3 separate regions of the Sus scrofa genome follow, and all the other regions are linked to region 1. A link is a contact called in public HiChIP or PLAC-seq data. All regions are on one chromosome and are shown on one strand. The core of a region is the stretch at or near the end of the contact, and the rest is flanking DNA. Distances in the headings are between cores, read along the strand shown.

Region 1 (3,242 bases), core at 473-2,972:
TTACCTGGACGCTCTTCAGAATAAACTCACTTTTCTCTCTTACATCTTTAAAGGGACACCTCTTAGAAAGCATAAGCAGATGAGCAAGAAGCTTATTCAACCCATCCAAAGAAATGGCATTTGAAAGGCCTTCTGATGGACGATAAGGTGTCTCTTTCACCAAACGAAGACACTCGGTTTTTCTCACGATGATTTGCCTAATGTTTTCCAGTGCGGTCTCTCTAGTAGTTGAATCTCTACTGCACAGTCCATCCCATCTCACTTCATTCTCTCCTTCAGCCATGACAACTGGAGTTTTTTTTCCTGCCCTCTTCAATCTTTCAGCATGTCCACCACAGCACTTCGTATTTTTAAAACGAGAAATGTAAGAAATAAATCAGAAAAATCGAATCGTCACGAAAACATAAGCCTGGGTGACATTGGTACCAGAAATGTCTTCGATCTACCAGACAGAGCTCGCCCTCTCCTTCTACCCGGAGTAGCAGTCTTCTAGTCAGACAAAAAAAAAAAAAAAAAAAAAAAAAGTTGGAAAGTTGAAACCTTACAGAGCTGGCTTTGCTGGACAGTGTCGGGGAAGTGTTCCTCTCCGTCTCTCGGGGTCAGCGGATATCCTCAAGCCGTGGAGCTGTCAAATCCGTGCTCTGCCCCAAAAGGCTGGATACAGTTGAACGCTCTGCAGCCACTCGGTGTTTTTTGTCCGTGCAGCCACGGTGTTCTCGGGAGCGTTCCCACCCCGCCCCTCCTCCGGCACCAGTCCCCGCCCTCCGCAGCTCCTCCCGCCCGGCCGGGCGCTGGCTGGAAAGGCTCGCCGAACCCTGGCTCGCTGGACGCCGCGGCTAGAGACCCTGGCGCTCCCCAGGGGCTGCAGTCTCGTGCAGCCTCTGTCTCGGTGGTGGCGTTGGAGGAACGCGTCTCTGGCTCTGCGGATTCAGAATCCACGGGCTGACGCTGCTTCTCTTCCAATCCCGGTATCCTCGCCCACTGCCGGCCAACCCAAACCGGCACAGGGCAGCCCAGCAATCCCCGATCGCGGGGCTGGGCCGCGAAGCTGGCGGAGCGGCAGGGCCCCAGGCGCAGAACCCGCCCCTTCGCCCAGCCCCATCGATGGGGCTCGGCCCAGAGGGCGGGAGCGGGGAGGGGAGACGGGGTCCTCACCCCCAGCCCCTCCCCTTTCTCCGCCCGGCACAAGCCAGGAGCCGCCCCTGCCCCTGCCCCTGCGCCCTCTTCCCCGCCCAAGCAGACGCGACCCGCTGAGGCAAAGCCATCGGAAAAAGCCCCGCCCTCCAACAAGCTACCTCCGGACCCCGAGCCCGCGAGCGGCCGCCAACCGCTGACGGCTGCTACGCATGCGTAACGGTGGGCCGGGCGCATGCGCCTTAAGAGGCACCGAATCTGCTCGGGGGGCGTTTTTTTTTTTTGTTTTTTGGTTTTTTTGGTTTTTTTTTGCCTTGACGTTCGGCTTCTTTGGGCTGAACGGGGGTAACGAAAAGTTGAAATACGCCGAAATTATCACACACGAGACAAGAACCGCAAATAAGGAGGGCACAGATAAACTCCTGGAAGAACTCGAATCAAAATTTAAAATCAGAGGAAAAAATAGAAACTCTTTATTGCGCCAAACACCAGATTTAAGAAGGCAGGGCGTCCTCGCATTGACTTCTGGGAAGTGTAGTTCTGGTGCTGTAGGCGCGTTCTGTTTGAGACAGAAACTACAGCTCCCGGGAGCCACTGCGACGTTGCCTGTGGCTCCCTGCGAGCCAACGGCTAGCGCTGCCGGAGATTTGACTGAGAGATTTGGCTTGGTGAGCACTGTGGGCTTGGCTGACACTTTTCCTTTGACAGTATTTTTCCTTCCTCCATTTCCTGTGGGATTTTAGAAAGGAAGCCGTCTCCTTAGAGCTGTACTCCTTAGTCCAGGGACTATCAGTAATCTACGTGGGAAGAACTAGTCCGAGTGCCCAAGACCGCGGGCGCGTTGAGAGGACATGGATGGTCGGAAAGAGCTGCATAAGGTCAGGCAAGAGGGATGCTGTGGAAACTAGTGCTCCGCGGTGCTACCTCTGCTTCTGCTCTGTCAGGTGGGCTCACGCGGGATGGACTCAGTATCCCTGTGTAAGTGCACCTTTGTTTGCCATTGCATAGGATTGTTTGAGGCTTTATTTGCGCAGAAGAAATCCTGTGCCACACTTTGAAAGAGAGTTGTCAAATCCTTTTTGTACAAAACTGAAGGGAAAAGAATCCCTCGTGTTCCTAGATATGAATATTTGCAGGCTTTAAGAATACCATATGGAAAAAAGACTTATAAAAATCTCTAAAATTTAGTAATTTTAAAAGATTAAATAATTTGTTTGCATATTGCTGTTTGAAGTCATTCTTCTTGAGAAAAGTTGAGGTTTGAAGGGCTATCACTGGACTGATAACAAATTAGTTTTAATTTTTCATGTTGCACAATACATGCGTTTCTAAAACTTAGTTTCTAAAAACCAAGTACTGGACAAGTGGAAAACGCACAGTTCCCATCTAGTTAAACTAATGGTTAAACATTATACAATACATATATAAAGTACAGTACACACATTAAACATACAGTACTATATGATATTATTAGGATGGCTAGAAAGATCACTTAGGCCGGTCTTGGAAAGTCAGGGAAATCTTCATCTCAGGGAAAGAGGGTCAAAAGAACAGCATATGGTGAGGCCAAGAGTGAGGGAGATAGTAATTTCAGGAAACTGCAATAAGCCAAAATCATATACATTTCAGGAGGAATAGCTTTTTGTGTTTTGATGTACAATACAGCAAAGAGAAAAGAGTAAAGAGCAGAAAAGAGAAACGTACTATGAATTTTCCAGATAGTTTCTGAAAGTGACCTATCCTTGAACAGAGTTCTGATGAATTGGTTTAATTTGGAAAGCCTAGAACATTCTAATGTTGCTTGTTTAAATCAGAATTTTAAAAAATGAGAACTTCCTTCTTATGAGTATGATTTCAGAAAACAAAGCCACTCCTTCTTGTGTCTTTTGGGGTGGGGGGAGGCTCATCTTCCTTTGTCCAACCCACAAAGGATAGGGTAGTTTCTTAAGTGTGGGTCTCCTTTTTACTTTGTGATTGAGTATGATCTCATTCATAGCCATGGTTTCACCACCACCTATGACTTAAATGTATAATTTCATCCAACTTCACCTTTTAGCTTTGTTTCACCACCACCTATGACTTAAATGTATAATTTCATCCAGCTTCAC
Region 2 (3,242 bases), core at 499-2,998, 380 kb after region 1:
ACACCGACTCTGGCTGTCCTGCCCATCCTGGCTCTTGGGATCACAGTTCTCATCTTTTTCAGCTGGCATTTCCTCCCCTCTACCTGGCTCACAAGCCGGCTCAGATTCTTCCAATTCTTTTGCTGGAATCTGTTCGCTCAGTACGCCACTGTCGAGCTCTTTAACCATGAAGTGTGCTCTATTCTGAACTGAATTGTTCACTCTCAGCTGTAGTTCTTCTTCTGCAGCCAGTTCTGACTTCCCCTCCTGTAAACTGTTGACTTTTCTTGGTCTTCCCCTTTTCCGCTTTGGAGGCTCATTTTTCTTATTAGAAATGACAACCACTGGAGCACCAGCTGTGTTCAATGTTGCTGGCTTTGGGGAGCTATGGTTATTTTGAAAGTCTGCGTAAGCCTTTACCAGGTCATAGACTTTTAAGAACTGGGCAGTAGCCAGGATTTGTTCTGTACTTTTCTCACTGGCCTGGAGACAACCTGTGTAGATAAATTCCAGCAGGATACCAAAAGTGTCGGCAACCATGCCTTCTAGCATATAAATGGACTGGCCGATCTCTCCTTCTTCAGCAAACATCATTGAGAAGTACTCACTACTGGCAGCCAGTAAGGCTTTGTGGGCCCGGAAATGCACATTCTCCACAATTAAAGTAATGTCACAGAGAAAGCCTTTCTTCCTCTGGTCCTCAAAACTGGCCAGGACAGTGTCACTGTGAGTGTCTGAGTGTACAATAAGCTGCCCTGAAGGCTCTGATGATATTTCTGCCATTTTCTTTAGGCTCTCAAGAAGGATTTGGCCTGAAATAAGAAAACAAAGGTTTTTTTGTTCCACCTTGCCAGTGGAAGTTTCCAAGACAGGTATTGAACCCACGCCACAGCAACAACCCAAGCTGCTGCAGACACCCCAAGAGAACTTCAGAAAATAATGCTTAAAAGGCAGGACACATTGTCTAACCAGGTTAATCCCAGCCCAAAGGAACCTAGAGTCACTTCACTTTGTTAATTGAATTTTACCACTTATCACTTTTAAAAGTCTATTTAAAAACTTAGCTTTGGGTTCCTATTGAACCCTTATCCAGCTGGGTGAACTTCCGACGTTCCCGGGACCTCTCAGGGTCTGTTTTCTTTTCTGTAAAATGAAGGAATCGGATCAATCGTCTCTGAAGTCCTACCCTGCACTAACTTTCCATAGTTGCACAAATATCAGAATGAAAACTAGTGTCTCGACTTTACATATTATTAGCTAGTCTGTGAAACAAAAATGGAAAGGGCGAAGAAAATGTATGTGTACAAAGTCAATTTGGGGGTAGCAGCAATTGAGTAGTAATAACGTAAGGCACATCCGGCTTCGCTTTGGAAGGGAGGCGTGGATTGCCCACGTTGGGCTATCAGACTGCGCGCGGGCAATTCCCCGGGGCCCTGGGTCCGCCGACCTGGGGGCGGGACGAGGGGACGCTGGGACGCGGGTACTCCCGCATCTCCTACCCGGGCCCCTCGGGCCGGACCGAGGAGCGGCCAGCTGGGCAGGGTCGACACGGACGCGGATGCCGCGCCCACCAACGGTGGGCCAGTAGCGGACCTACCTCTCTGGACGTCCGGCGGGGTCTGGATCGCGACTGGCCCACCCAGCGGCCTGGCAGGCGCACTCGCGCCAGGCCGGCCCAGGCCCCCAGCTCCGCCTGGCCAGCCGCCGGCGTCCCCGCGCCGCCCGGCTCCTACCTCTGCGCCGCAGCCGCCGCCAACCCGGAAGCGCCGGCGCCGGGAGCCGCCTGCGCGGACGCCGCACCACGTGGCCCGCAGGGGCGCCCCTGGGCGGGGCGGGGCCTGAGGTCCCCGGAGGCGGCGCAGGGAGGGCGTCTGGTGTTCACAGTGGGTAGAGGACGGTGGGCGGTAATGCTGTTGTCACTCTGCAGCTACGGAAGTTTTACATCCGGTTAGCTGCTCACTGACACCTTAATGAGTTTTGTCTCTTCCCTTTCCTGGACGCTGAAGCTGGCTTTCGGTCTCCAATAAGTGACGAATGAATGAAAGCGCCTGTACATTCACCGTCGTCATAGTCCAATGCCTTAGTTCAAGGGAGTGAAGAGAGGCTGTAGACAGATCTGGGTACTGAGGGGTCTTGATCAAGTGACTTATCTTCTCTACCATATTCGCCTTACTTGTAAAATGGAGAGCTTGACACCAGTGCCAACACTGGGTGGCGGTGGGGCAGACAAGATTAAGTATGCCATGGGCTTAATGTTTTAATTCATGTCTACTATGATTATTCTTCATACTTTCAGCGTCTTTCTTCAATACACTGTTAAGCTTTTCTAACAAGCCTTAGTTGCAGGGTTGTTTCCTCCAATACATGGCATGTCACACCCAGAGACTGGAATCACTCCCCTGCTTAGAACCCATTTTGGCTCCCTTGTTCCCTCCTAATGGAGGCCAAGCTTCTGGATATGGTCCATGAGCCCCACCCAAATCTAGTCCCCTTCTACTTTTTTCTCCAACTATTTCAGCATTTTCTCACAATTTATGGTTCATTAATATCTAATTGTTTATAAGTTATGCCCCTCAACACACCCTTCCAGATGCCCAGCATGTCCTCTCTCTAGTCTCCAAAATTTTGAAATTACCCCCGGTTCTTTAAAATTTTTACTACTGTGTAGATATCCACAAAACAATTTACTGGGATTGGGATTGGGATTGCTTTGAATATATAGATCAAATTGGAAAGAACTATCATCTTGACAATATCGAGTCTTCCTACTCACAACATTGAATGTCTCTCCATTTATTTAGTTCTTAGATTTCATTAATTAGAGTTTTACAGTTTTCCTCATATATTTTACATATTAGATTTATACCTTAATGTTCATTTCATTTGGGTGCTGATATATTGTGGAGGTTTTTTTTGTTTGTTTGTTTTTTTGTTTGTTTAGGGCGGCACATGGAGGCTCCCAAGCCAGGGGTCAAATCAGAGCTATAGCCGCTGGCGTTCGCCACAGCAACGCCAGCTCCAAGCTTTGTCTTCGACCTATACCACAGTTCACTGCAACACTGGGTCTTTAACCCACTGAGCAAGGCCAGGGATCAAACCTGCATCTTGATGGAAACTAGCTGGATTCATTTCCACTGAGCGACGACAGGAATTTCCACTGAGAATTTTTATCATGAGTGGGTGTTGGATTTTTCTTCTTTAACCTGTTAATATAGTGGATTATATTAATTGATATTTGAATGTTGACCCAGTCTTGCATACTC
Region 3 (3,242 bases), core at 428-2,927, 290 kb after region 1:
ATCATACCTTTCTAAATCTAACAAATAACATTACGTATTTCATTAAACTCCTATAAAACACAACAACTAGGGAAGATATTGTAAAACAACACGATCAGCCTGAAAAAAAAATACCAAGGTAAAAATCGTTACACTTCAGCAATTCTTCCATCAAGATGCCAGTTACTTCTCACCCAATATTAATTAGAACAGCCAATCACACTAGACTGCAGGTTTTAGATATCTAGAGAAGTTCTTCACCTTATTACCTCAAATTTATCTCCCCCTCTCTCGTGTGTTGTCAAAGCACTGCCAAATTCTGCTAAGAGATTTAGTGTATGCCTAAACCAGTTCCCAGATCGTCTGTAGAGCTTAATAAAAGGTGTTCCAGACCGGGCTTTAGAAAATCCAGAGACCTGGGTTCGAATCTCAGCTTCTCAAACTACTAAACATAGGGTTTTGACACAGTTAATTTATCTCCTTCCATCTCCTAAGTTTCACCACCTATCTTTGAGTTTGAGATATATGCGAAGTACCAGATATACGAATGGGTATGGTACTTTTCCTCCATTGCACATATAGCATGGGGCGTATTAAGCTTTAATTAATTAAAAGCTCCAACCTCAAATACATCCCATACCTATCCGCAAAATCGATGTAATTAAATCCCAAGCCACTTATTTTTTCACACCCAGGTCTGAGGCACCAGAAAACGTTAACGTCTTCAGCGTCTCTTTCCCTCTTTCGCCAACCTCAGGAGAAGCCTGCCTTCGAAAAGAAAACCTGGGTGGACAAACGACTAACGCCAACGAGAGGGAATTCGGTCTCGTCGCCAACTTTGGAGGCGGCCGCCTCGCCCCATAATCAACCTCACCGCTGCCACCGCGGAAGGAAGCCACGTCCCCTCTTCCGAGCCTGAAGTCAGGCTGGGGATTACGAGGCACTTTTAAACAGCACCACGGCGCGGGATACTGTGAGGTCGGAAACCGCCGCCCCTTCCCCCCAGGGCGCTTCCCCACCTCGGCCACCGCGGCCACCTCGGCCTGGTCCCGGCTGGACTCGGACGGGCCGCCATGTTGCCTGAGCGCGGCCCGCCCGGGCCCCGGCTCCGCGGGCATCGCGGGCGGCTCCGCCCGGGAGAAGAGCGTAGGAAGCCCGTAGGACCGGCGCCCACCTGGTGCTGGAGTGGGGAGCGTCTTCGGCGGCGCGGAGGTTGTCTGGGTGGTGGGCGGTGAAAGCCAGGGTGTAGTCGTACTCGGAGGCAGGATGGTGCTGTTCTTCGCCGCTGTCAGCACGCAGAGCGCGGCCAGGCAGCCGACGGCCCAAAGAAGCTGGCGGGAGAGCCCCAACATCGCGTCCTTCGCGCTGGCGTCCAAGCGAAAGATGAGGTGCTCAACGGAGCGTGCGTCCCTCTGTCCCCTGCGGCGATGCCCTCGAGATTTCGCTCCCCCCGCGGGAGCGTGCCGGGGTCACGTGAGCTACCCCAGGGCCGCGGCGTGCGGAGGCGGGGCGCTGGCGACACCAACTGGAATCCTACGGGAGGGGGAACAGGAACATCGAGAGGAAACCTGAAGGAAGCTGTCCCTCCAAGCGACTGTATATAGCGAAGAAACTGGACAGACACATAAAATTCTTTTCTTTACCCTGAGACTGTCACAAGGATGCGGCTGGGCTTTTCTCGTTCCGGCAACAGAGAAGGCTCCCACCCCGTCTTGGATGGGACAAGCTATATGACGTAGCCACGGCGTCGTGGCGGTGAATCGGCTATACCCCACGTGACCCCCGGAGCCGCGCCCCTAGGACCCGAGTACCGCAAGGCGGAAGTAGTTTCCAGGCGTTTCGCTCAGGACCCGGGCAGGCATAAAGTTTGTACTGCCCTCGCGCGTTGCCAAGGTGCTTGCATAAGTATCCTTCTCAGGACCCGCGCGTTTCCCATTGAAAGTGGGTTTTGTTGTAAGTGACCTCGTGTTAGGAAATCCCAGGGAAATGGAGATACCGCGCGCGGTTCAGTTTTTGCTCTGGCGCCCACACTACGTGAGCGGCTGAGACACTGAAAGCGTTCTCCTGCTTTCCAGCCGGAGCCGCACACCATCTGCCTCTGTCACACTTTCACACCTTGAGTTTTCTGAGTCTCTCGCGGTTTCAGCCAGTGAGCGGTGGCAGCCGCCGGTCCGTGCCACTGCTATAGTGGAAGCATCAAAGACGGTAGAGTTGGAAATCCATCTGGGTTGTTCCCACCCCCACTTTACAGGTGAAGAAACCGAGACTCAGAAAAGTGACTCGACTGAAAGGCACAATTGCTTGGCGTCATGGCTGGATTTTGAAATGCCTGTTAATATTCTGCCACTGCTCAGGCTTTTAGTAGGGATGAGCGCCATCTGATGCTCAGTCTCACAAAAATATTTACGCGTACAGCCATGCTTCTATCAAATGGTAAAAGTTGGATTATAAAGCTGTTTTCAGCTATTTGTATTTATCATTTAATTTTAATTGCGCACACCTATCCTAAAAAGAAAAAGTAACGCAACATCAGTAGCTTTTGTGAGATGTACCCCGCTATGGAATCCACCCCCCCCCAAAAGATGACTGTGTAAGCTATTTACCTTGTTTACCTAAACTTGAAGGCTTTCCTAAACCTACAATCAAATCAGTGGGGTGCTTGTGTACCCTCCTGACTATAAACATTTGTTCCATGAACTAGGCTAGTTAGAGATTGCTTGGATGTAAGCCAGAAACTCGTTTTTTTACTGGTCCAACTTGCCATCCAAAGCATGAGAGTACAACCAAGTAAGTAAGTGAGGTCTCATCATCAGCCTTCAAACCTATCTCTTCAGTCAGGATTCCTCTCACACAGTATTTATTTAGCACATGACCATCTGATACCAGACCAAATGAAGGCACTAGTCAACTTTTTTTTTAATGTTGAAAATGTAATAGAAGTTCTGTTTTCTTCCCATACCCGGATGGATTGTCTCCATGCTAAGATGAAAACACGCTATTGTGGAGGCCACTGTTTTACAGTTTGCCACGGGGTGTTCAACTCTAGTTGTCAAATTTTTGTTGGTCTTCGTAAGGGGACATTTCACTCTTGTTTTTAAGACTAAAAAAGCATCAGCTTATTTAGCACAGCATCTGTTGAGCCAGGTCAAGGAAGACTTCCAAAGTTATTTTCACCATTTCAAACCAAGGACTGGCATCTAAAATAGAGTTTTTGGAGTTCCTGTCGTGGATGAGCAGAAACCAATCTGACTAGCATCCATGTA

Evidence for each region. HiChIP or PLAC-seq counts read pairs in DNA pulled down with a chosen protein or histone mark.
Region 2: an H3K27ac HiChIP or PLAC-seq map of alveolar macrophages shows a contact between it and region 1. The contact joins the promoter of ZBTB24 here to the promoter of CEP57L1 in region 1. A contact is called at or near these places in 2 of 47 Hi-C or Micro-C datasets (psoas muscle and skeletal muscle) and 1 of 2 datasets of contacts at active chromatin or transcription factors (alveolar macrophages).
Region 3: an H3K27ac HiChIP or PLAC-seq map of alveolar macrophages shows a contact between it and region 1. The contact joins the promoter of CD164 here to the promoter of CEP57L1 in region 1. A contact is called at or near these places in 1 of 5 promoter capture datasets (liver), 5 of 47 Hi-C or Micro-C datasets (embryonic fibroblasts, epiblast stem cells, fibroblasts and 2 more) and 2 of 2 datasets of contacts at active chromatin or transcription factors (alveolar macrophages and skeletal muscle).

The regions. Positions count from the first base shown.
Region 1 is chr1:75,169,271-75,172,512 of Sscrofa11.1, forward strand. CEP57L1 (centrosomal protein CEP57L1) reads left to right here and starts at 1,723. Exons shown (of 11, transcript XM_021090896.1): 1 at 1,723-2,112. The coding sequence starts at 1,990. SESN1 (sestrin-1) reads right to left here and starts at 1,104. Exons shown (of 10, transcript XM_021090855.1): 1 at 5-1,104. The coding sequence starts at 283.
Region 2 is chr1:75,547,047-75,550,288 of Sscrofa11.1, forward strand. It overlaps ZBTB24 (zinc finger and BTB domain-containing protein 24), which reads right to left and starts at 1,749. Exons shown (of 6, transcript XR_002343809.1): 1 at 1,577-1,749; 2 at 1-791.
Region 3 is chr1:75,456,463-75,459,704 of Sscrofa11.1, forward strand. CD164 (sialomucin core protein 24) reads right to left here and starts at 1,678. Exons shown (of 7, transcript XM_001924626.5): 1 at 1,623-1,678; 2 at 1,154-1,512. The coding sequence starts at 1,331. LOC102164525 (a long non-coding RNA gene) reads left to right here and starts at 1,782. Exons shown (of 4, transcript XR_300811.3): 1 at 1,782-1,872.